2 separate regions of the Bicyclus anynana genome follow, and region 1 is linked to region 2. A link is a contact called in public Hi-C data. All regions are on one chromosome and are shown on one strand. Each heading gives the region's core, a stretch centred on a gene start, on an enhancer-like site or on the middle of the called end of the contact. The rest is flanking DNA. Distances are from core to core; before and after follow the strand shown. Region 1 has its middle 26 kb from the start of LOC112058461. Region 2 has its middle 18 kb from the start of LOC112058450.

Region 1 (3,992 bases), core at 269-2,768, 59 kb after region 2:
GAGAGAGACACAGGCGTATAATATAGCGGGTGGGCCGGGCCCACCCTAGAATAGTCCAGTGCCCACCCTAGGATACTGGGCTACCGATTTGAATTTCTATGATGAACGCCGAAATACTACTATTTTTACAGAAAATATCATTTATAATATCAAATAATAACAATTACAACTTATAATAAAGAAAATCCTATAAGTAATAAATATTTTGAAAAATATATTATGACTTTTTCTGGCACCTACCATAGATACAAAGAAAAAATAATAAATAAGCCGAACCGTTTCTGAGGTCTGTGTCCACGAAAATTGCTAACGTTTTCATATTGAGTGTCGACTTTGTTAAGTGATATGTAGCCATGTAGGCCCACCCCAGGAAATAATCCTAGATACACCTATGGAGAGAGAAAAAGAGATATAACCAACGTCGTAACAACGGTACCACTATAATGTTTACTTTGATAAACAAACTCTGTTGAGAGTAATTTGAAGAGGGACTTTTCATTATCTACCACTACGCACTTGTAAATTATTATAGACGAGTACGTTTAGTAGGTAGATACTTCTACTGTGAAGGCTTAATTTTTTGTTAAAAAAGAAGAGACAGAAAGAAGTTAAATTATAAAATGCAGAATTGCAGAATAAAAAGTACCTTCGTAAACTATTTAACTAATTAAAACATTTAAGTTCTGCTAAAGTGTGGAATAACCTTCCAGGGTCTGCGTTTCCTAAGCAAGCGCGTCGCATATTAGACCTCATCAGATGTGACCTCATTGTTTTCCATCAAGCATATTAATTGTACTGTCTAGCGCAATCTTTTTGACCATAAGAATATAATACTAAACGTATTATATTCTTATGGTCAAAAAGATTTTATGGGCAGATAGGATAATTTTATGGGCATTTACCATAATTCTGTGAATAATCCCCGAATTATGATAAATGCCAGCAAAATTGTAATGTTAATTTATAAATGTAATTTATAATGTAATGTTAATTTATAAAATGTCATTGATTCTGCTGATGAAATCTTTTTTAAGCCAGATCATTCTACCTACTACAAATCACGCACGTTGAAAAGCTGATAGGATGATAAAGTCCAAGTTAGATCTTTAAATTCATAATTGTGGCTTTCACAGAACATAGAACGCTAAAGCTAACGCTTTGTGGCTTTTACAGAATGTCATTTCATTCGTATCAAATCTTGCAGGCCAAACTGTAAGGACCGAAACTTGCCAAGAAAAGATAGAATTGATCTGATCTGGGAATCGAGCTTGACAAATCCAAATCGTAAGTCAATATTTTAACATTAACAACATCCACAGATGATTCATCTTGTAAAACGATTAATTACCATAGCCCGGAAAAACAGGTTTCCTACTGTACCTACATACAAAAATCTGCACACAAGAATTCCCAAGAACATGCGACCCGGCAAAATCAGTTGCAAACTCAATGAGAAATCCATCAATTTCATTTACTTACGTCAGTAAAAACACGCTGTAACAATACAATCAGGCAAATGAGTCATGTGCTTATGTTAGCACAAGTTACAACACCATATACTGAGTGCTGACCGGTGGAAACACGAGGCGTATAGCGTGGAAGGAAATTTTGCAAGTAATGAAATGCCAAATTAACTGATACTCTATAGATACCTAACCAGCGATTTGCTTTGCTTGTCTGAAATCGGATTCATATTGGGTTGACTATACAAGTTTACTGTGATGTTGATTTTAGATTGACGGACTGTCGAAGTGTAGGTATGTGATTGCTGTTGTAACCGCCAATGCTCCTATGCCAAAAAAATAATTTTTGAAATCGTTCTACAGAGGAAATATCGCTGGACATACATAAAAAAATTATAAAACATACATATACAGCCGAACGTTAAATCTCCTCCTTTTTTAAGTTAGTTAAAAATAAATATTGCAAAGCTTCTTCAAACGATTTAAGAAAGAATTTGAAAAATCGAAATAAAAGTATAACTTGGTTACCCTATGAATATTTTCAAAACGAATATTTTTTTCATATCAGTTTTAGATATGTGGTGAACCTATCACCCAATTGTTTTATCCATCAACCAATCAACAAATAAATATAATATTAAATTAACAATATTTAATGTTAATTAATAACATATTACTCTGGCCAGAGACCGAGCTGAGTGGCAAAGTCCAGACTTTGCCACTCAGCTCAGTCACACAGAGGAGGCCTATGTCGAAGGACAACCTGACTGCGATGGTGTAATAGAAAATAGGAAAATAATATATGTAATCAAAGTCAGAGAATAAAGGCTATTTTTTTTTTTATTTTTATAATAACAGATATTTTTTTTATATCTTCAATCAGTCACAATGAAATAAATTTAATTATAAATTCAAATAGAACACTTAATTTAAATTTTATTAGTTACAAGGGATACATTTTACATCACACAATGCAGAAGTTAATTGAAAATGGTACCCACACAATAAAAAGACTACAGATGTGAAGAGTTCAATACAAATACAATGACTACAAATTACAATAAAAAAAAAGCTTTTACTGATTTGAACATGATACGAAGAATCAGGCTCAAGAAAGTTTGATGGAATGAATCGTGTATCCAATCATATCGATCATTGAAATTCATTACTACATACATCGATATAAATCGTTAGATGGGCCCCTCCATACTAAAAACGCACAATTTTATGTCATTACCCAAAGACGTGCACGCACATCTTGTCTTAGTACTAACAAGCGCATGCGGTGAGTGGACGTGGACTGAAAAAAATATTTACTGTTTTTATTTTATTTTAATCCCTTAATTATGCCTTCGTGTTTATTTTGGAAGTGTAAAAACACAAGCCACAACTATGATTAAAGAGAAATGTGTTACGAGTGATGACGTACTCAATGTGCGAAACCAATGACAATTCCGCGACGTTTTGAGGCCCATCTAACGATCTACGACCGATGACTACATACATTTGTATATTCATTTGGAACCTGGTCACTCCAATGGCTAGCCCATGTAGAATCACGAGATTCTGGGTTCAAATCCTCGGCCAGGCTGTAGTTCAACAAAATTTTAGTGCAGTACTTTCCGAGTTAGGAAGTTGGTGGTGTTACACCAACTTCGTAACAAGCATCTGTTGAGTTAATGCCGGCTCCTCTCTGCAGAACCTGCCTCTTTACAAATGCTTGTAAACTGAAATAAACGAATTTTGATTTGACGTAATTAAGCAGTCCTATCAAAAATCGCATTTATAAACAACTAGCGGACACCCGCGAATTCGTCCGCGTGGAATTTAGTTTTTCACAAATCCCGCGGTAATCATGGATTTTAGCCTATAGCCTAGGTCCATTCCAGCCTAATCGGTTTGCAAGCCGCAGCGTAAAGGAGGAAGAAACATACTTTACACACAACCACAAATACAAACTTTCGCCTTTACAATATTAGTGTGATATCAGATTGATTATTACTCTAAAGAATATCACTTGCCCAAAGCAACGCGACAATTTTAATGCTCCCACCAGTTTGCTACAAGTGCGAACACCTTTTAGAAGCTCATTCAAGTCTAGCAAACGATATCGCGTAACAACTCGGAATGAATTGAAGGCATCGACCTCGTACCGTCAGCATAGATACTGTACAAAAGAATTTCCTAATCTGAAGTGATTAAATACCGCCTTTCGTTATGCACGGCCATCAACACGCCACGATTCCGACTTAGTTTTTTAGACCCACGAAATCGTTACAAAAGTTTCGACCGCGAAGAAATAGTTTTATAAGTTTTATTTTGTGTCGAATCGAATGCTCATGATTCGAACAGGTGGAAAATAGATTGCAAATAACCGAAAAACTTAATTATTTGGTCGTTTGTAGTTTCGTTGCCGCGAAATTTTTATGTGTTTTAAATAATGGCTAATGGAACACGTAGGTACGCGGTACGCGTACCAAAGAATACCAAAGAACAGTAGTAATATTGAAATCTTAGACCATTTAAATA
Region 2 (4,211 bases), core at 1,278-3,777:
GATACGTACATTTTTATCTGTAACTTTTGCACGCAAACCGGTCTAACAATGAAGATGAATGATACCGCAATGAATGGAAAAAGATACCTAATGGTTTTTTTTTAATTAGAAAACAATAGCTACAGACAATAAAACAATTGTGACAGTTATAGAAGCGTAAATGTTGCAATTATAATAAAATTACTTCATTTTATGTAGGCCAACCTGCATTAGAGCAGCGTGGTAAATATAAGCTCCAAGCATTGACTCATATAATAAAAGGACGCACAACCATGTAGAAAATTTCACTTAAAAACTGGCTAATTTTGCTTTGACAGATTTCGAATTATTGGTAAAGAAAATTATACCTAAAGGCCTCTAAATATAGTCCAAAATCGAAGCCATATAAGAGAGAGGGAAGAAGAAGTAGTTGGACGGATTTACAAGAAAGAGTCCTGGGTTCGATCCGATTAAGGTTTTCTTAATTGGTCCAGGTATGGCTGGTGGGATACCACACTACCGGCGTATCCTTTTGATGATATCATTCGAAAAAAAAAATTTTTTTCACCTCGAGTCGATAGCGTCTCGCAGTCGTCGTGTTAGTTTTTTTTTTAATATCACCTAAGTATTTAAAAACACTTGGGTTATTAAGACAAATCTAACGATATCTTAATTGCGTTAAGCAGTTTGGAAGATATGAGGTACCTAATAAAGAATTTTTTTTTTTTTTTTTTTTTATGCAATATAGGCCAGCGCTTGACTACAATTAAGCCTGATGGTAAGCATTAATGCGGTCTAAGTTGGAGCGCGCTTACCTAGAAGATGCCTATTCACTCTAGCTTTGAAGGTGTCCAAATTGTATTTGTCAGGAAACACAAACGCCGGAAGGGCATTCCAAATTTTTGCTGTACGAATTAGAAATGTAGATGCAAATCTTTTCGTACGAGTTGCCTGGACATCCACAATATATGGATGCCACCGTTTGCGACATCTTGCTGTTCTGTGGTAGAAAGGGGAAGGAGGAACTAGATGGTGAAGTTCCTGAGCACACTCGCCAAAGTATATCCGGTAAAAAACCGACAGACAAGCTACATTGCGACGATGTTGCAAGGTCTGCAATTTCGCCTGTGTCAACGGTTCATTACCAATTATCCTTCTAGCGCGGCGATCTATCGAGTCTAATGCATCAAGCTGATATTTTGCAGAACCATCCCAAAGGTGACTGCAGTACTCCATACAAGTTCTGACTTGAGCTTGGTAGAGGGTGAGAAGTTGTTGGGGTGTGAAGTACCGCTTGACCTTATTCAGGATTCCCAGTTTTTTGGCTGCAATTTCAGCTTTTGATTCGATGCATTTCCCGAAATTGAGGTTGGATGAGATGGTAATACCCAGGAGCTCAATTTGATCGCTAATTGGAACAGATATACTCTGGAAAGTGGGAGCCAGGGTGAAAGGGCTCCTTTTCGCAGTAAATAGACATGCCTGAGTCTTGGTAGCGTTGAACTTAACCAAATTGGCATCACCCCAATCTGACACCATCTTCAGGTTCTTGTTCACGCGGTCGACCAAGGCCTCTCTGAGCTCAAGAATCTCAGCACCGCTGGCTCTAGGGCTAGATGTGTAACTCTCCGACACAGTGCTGTCATCTGCATACCCAAAGATACCGGGATTGAGCAGATCGTTGATATGCAGCAGAAAAAGAGTAGCGGAAAGAACAGATCCCTGAGGTACACCGGCATTGATATCCAATAAGTCAGAAGAGCAGCCATCAACGACTACTCGAAATGACCGTTCCCTCAGGAAATCAGATATCCAGCAGCAGAGATCAGCGGGTATTCCGTACGCAGGGAGCTTACTGAGAAGACTGACGTGCCAGACCCGGTCAAAAGCTTTTGAGATGTCAAGGGATACGGCAAGTGCTTCCCCATGTTTCTCAATGGCTTCGCTCCAAGTATGTGTAGCATACACCAGAAGGTCACCAGTAGACCGGTTCGTACGGAAGCCATACTGCCGATCAGACAAGAGGTCGTTTTCCTCTAGGTATGCAAGGAGCTTGCCATTAATAACCCGTTCCATAGCCTTGCAGAGCATGGACGTGATGGCTATTGGTCTATAATATTACATACATACAAGATACGCGCGAAAAACATAACCCTTCTTGCATTGTAATGATGAAATACTAGCGGACGCCCGCAACTTCGTCCACGTGGAATTCAGTTTTTTACAAATCCCACGGGAAAACGAAAAAAGTAGCCTATGTGTTAATCCAAAGTAAAATCTATTTCCATTCCAAATTTCAGCCAAATCGCTTCAGTAGCTGCAGCGTAAAAAAGGAACAAACATACTCTCACACTTGTGTAAGTATGTTTGTTCCTTACACACTTTCACCCTTACACACTTACACACAAACTTTCGCCTCTATAATATTAGTGTGATGTGATTGATTCCAACAAAATTATAAATCAAAGTAGGTACCTACAAGATAGGAAAGGCTGGCGCGGATAAATATACTATTCCAGTAATGATGCGGTTGCGGTAATTACGGTCGTTCACCCCGTCGTGTTTGATGCTGCACGGTATTCTATAACTCGAGCTCACTCACAGCTCACAAGTCGGCTCTCTTCCCACAACTACAATGAAACATGAAAATACACTTATGATTTATTTTTACCGGTAGATATTGCTTTGAAACCTACGCAATTGGACTCTTTGATGCGTTTTTGGAATTTTTTCAAGGTTATGACCTACCATAATCTTAAAAAATTAATTAATTGTAACATATTGAAACATTCACTAAGTATTAACAATTTTAATAACTTTTTAAACAGGTACCTACACTTGCTTAAAAAAATTGTTTATAATTAGTGAATGTTTCAAGACACATGATAGCCCAGTGGATAAGACCTCTGCTTTCGAAGGGTGTGGGTTCGAATCCGGTCCGCGCATGCACCTCTAACTTTTCAGTTGTGTGTATATTATGAAATTAAATATCACGTGTGTGTCTCAAACTGTGAAGGAAAAACATCGTCTACTCAATAGTCTATAATATTCCTGATCAGTCTAAATCTGTATTTCGAATAGCTCATGAATATTATTCACAATAATAGAATAATTTAACTATTTTTTTATACTGATATTCCAACGGTTACGGTTCCACGAGGTATACAGCGGGTCACAGCTAGTATATAAATATTAAGTCACGCATAGCTATAATATAGAACGTAGTGATTATATACTCTTTGCGCATAGCTTTATTACATGCCTATAGATAGGCCGTGCCGTGATATCCACAACAAGAATGCCTATGCGGTAATTAGCGAACGGAAAAACAATGTATCCATGACTAAATTAAATAACACGCAACTAAGTATTACGTTCACACAGTCACATTAATAATGGATGAAGTAGGTGCGTAAAAATCGTGGGCGATTATTAAAATGGTACGCACTGGTCGCGGTAAATGCTCTTCCATTGACTAGTGACGGTTCACACAGGAAAAGAAGTAAACGTTGAGGCAATTTCGACAAATGGGGTCAAGATTGGGTAGATTTAAGTCACGTAACCTTTTTTTTTCGTGTTTCTAACAGCAAACCCTTTCATTTGATATCCATCATGGCGGTGGATTTCTAACAGCCAGTCCGCCATCTTGGCAAAGCCGCCATATTGGATTTGAAATGACGTTTCTTAGGTAGTCTCATGTATTGTCATCAGAACTCAGAGCGTGTGCAACATTTCATCCTAATCGAAGACCAGGAAGTGGGTCAAATTAAGATTCCAAGATTTTCTTACGTACATAGTTACAAGTTAAGCTAATATAAGCGTTTTATACAGAAAGACGTTATGTACTCTACCCCCCTCCCCAATTTGTACCTTCAAATTCGTCTAACGGCTTAGGATAAAATATAGCCGATGCCACTCACTAATAATGTAGCATTCCTTTGGTGAGAGAATTTTTAGTAAAGATTTAGTGGTTTAGGCGTAAAAACGTAACAATCAAACTCACAATCGCCCCTATTTTACGCTTGGAAAAAATAGCCTACCTTCGGCAATCAGATATGAACACGGAAAAGTACAAAGCCTCAAGGTACGACAGTAACGGTTTCTATTACAAATCCATGTTTGGAAAAACACGTGTTACAAATAAGGTGGAATAAGTTCACGTTTACACTGTTGTAGAGGTCAAAGATCGCGCACAGGCCGCAGAGTCAAACAGCCTACGGGTCGCTATCCGG

Evidence for each region. Hi-C and Micro-C count contacts between places; a contact is called where the count stands out from the background.
Region 1: a contact with region 2 is called in a Hi-C map of whole larva, with 2.0 times the contacts expected there. The contact joins two enhancer-like sites. A contact is called at or near these places in 2 of 2 Hi-C or Micro-C datasets (whole body and whole larva).

The regions. Positions count from the first base shown.
Region 1 is chr4:5,634,368-5,638,359 of ilBicAnyn1.1, forward strand. No RefSeq gene overlaps it. Among protein-coding and RNA genes, the nearest start is that of LOC112058461, 26 kb to the right of the region's middle. Within about 2 kb of position 1,519, at least 6 of the 8 cell types and tissues checked have open chromatin away from gene starts, as enhancers often do.
Region 2 is chr4:5,574,369-5,578,579 of ilBicAnyn1.1, forward strand. No RefSeq gene overlaps it. Among protein-coding and RNA genes, the nearest start is that of LOC112058450, 18 kb to the left of the region's middle. Within about 2 kb of position 2,528, at least 6 of the 8 cell types and tissues checked have open chromatin away from gene starts, as enhancers often do.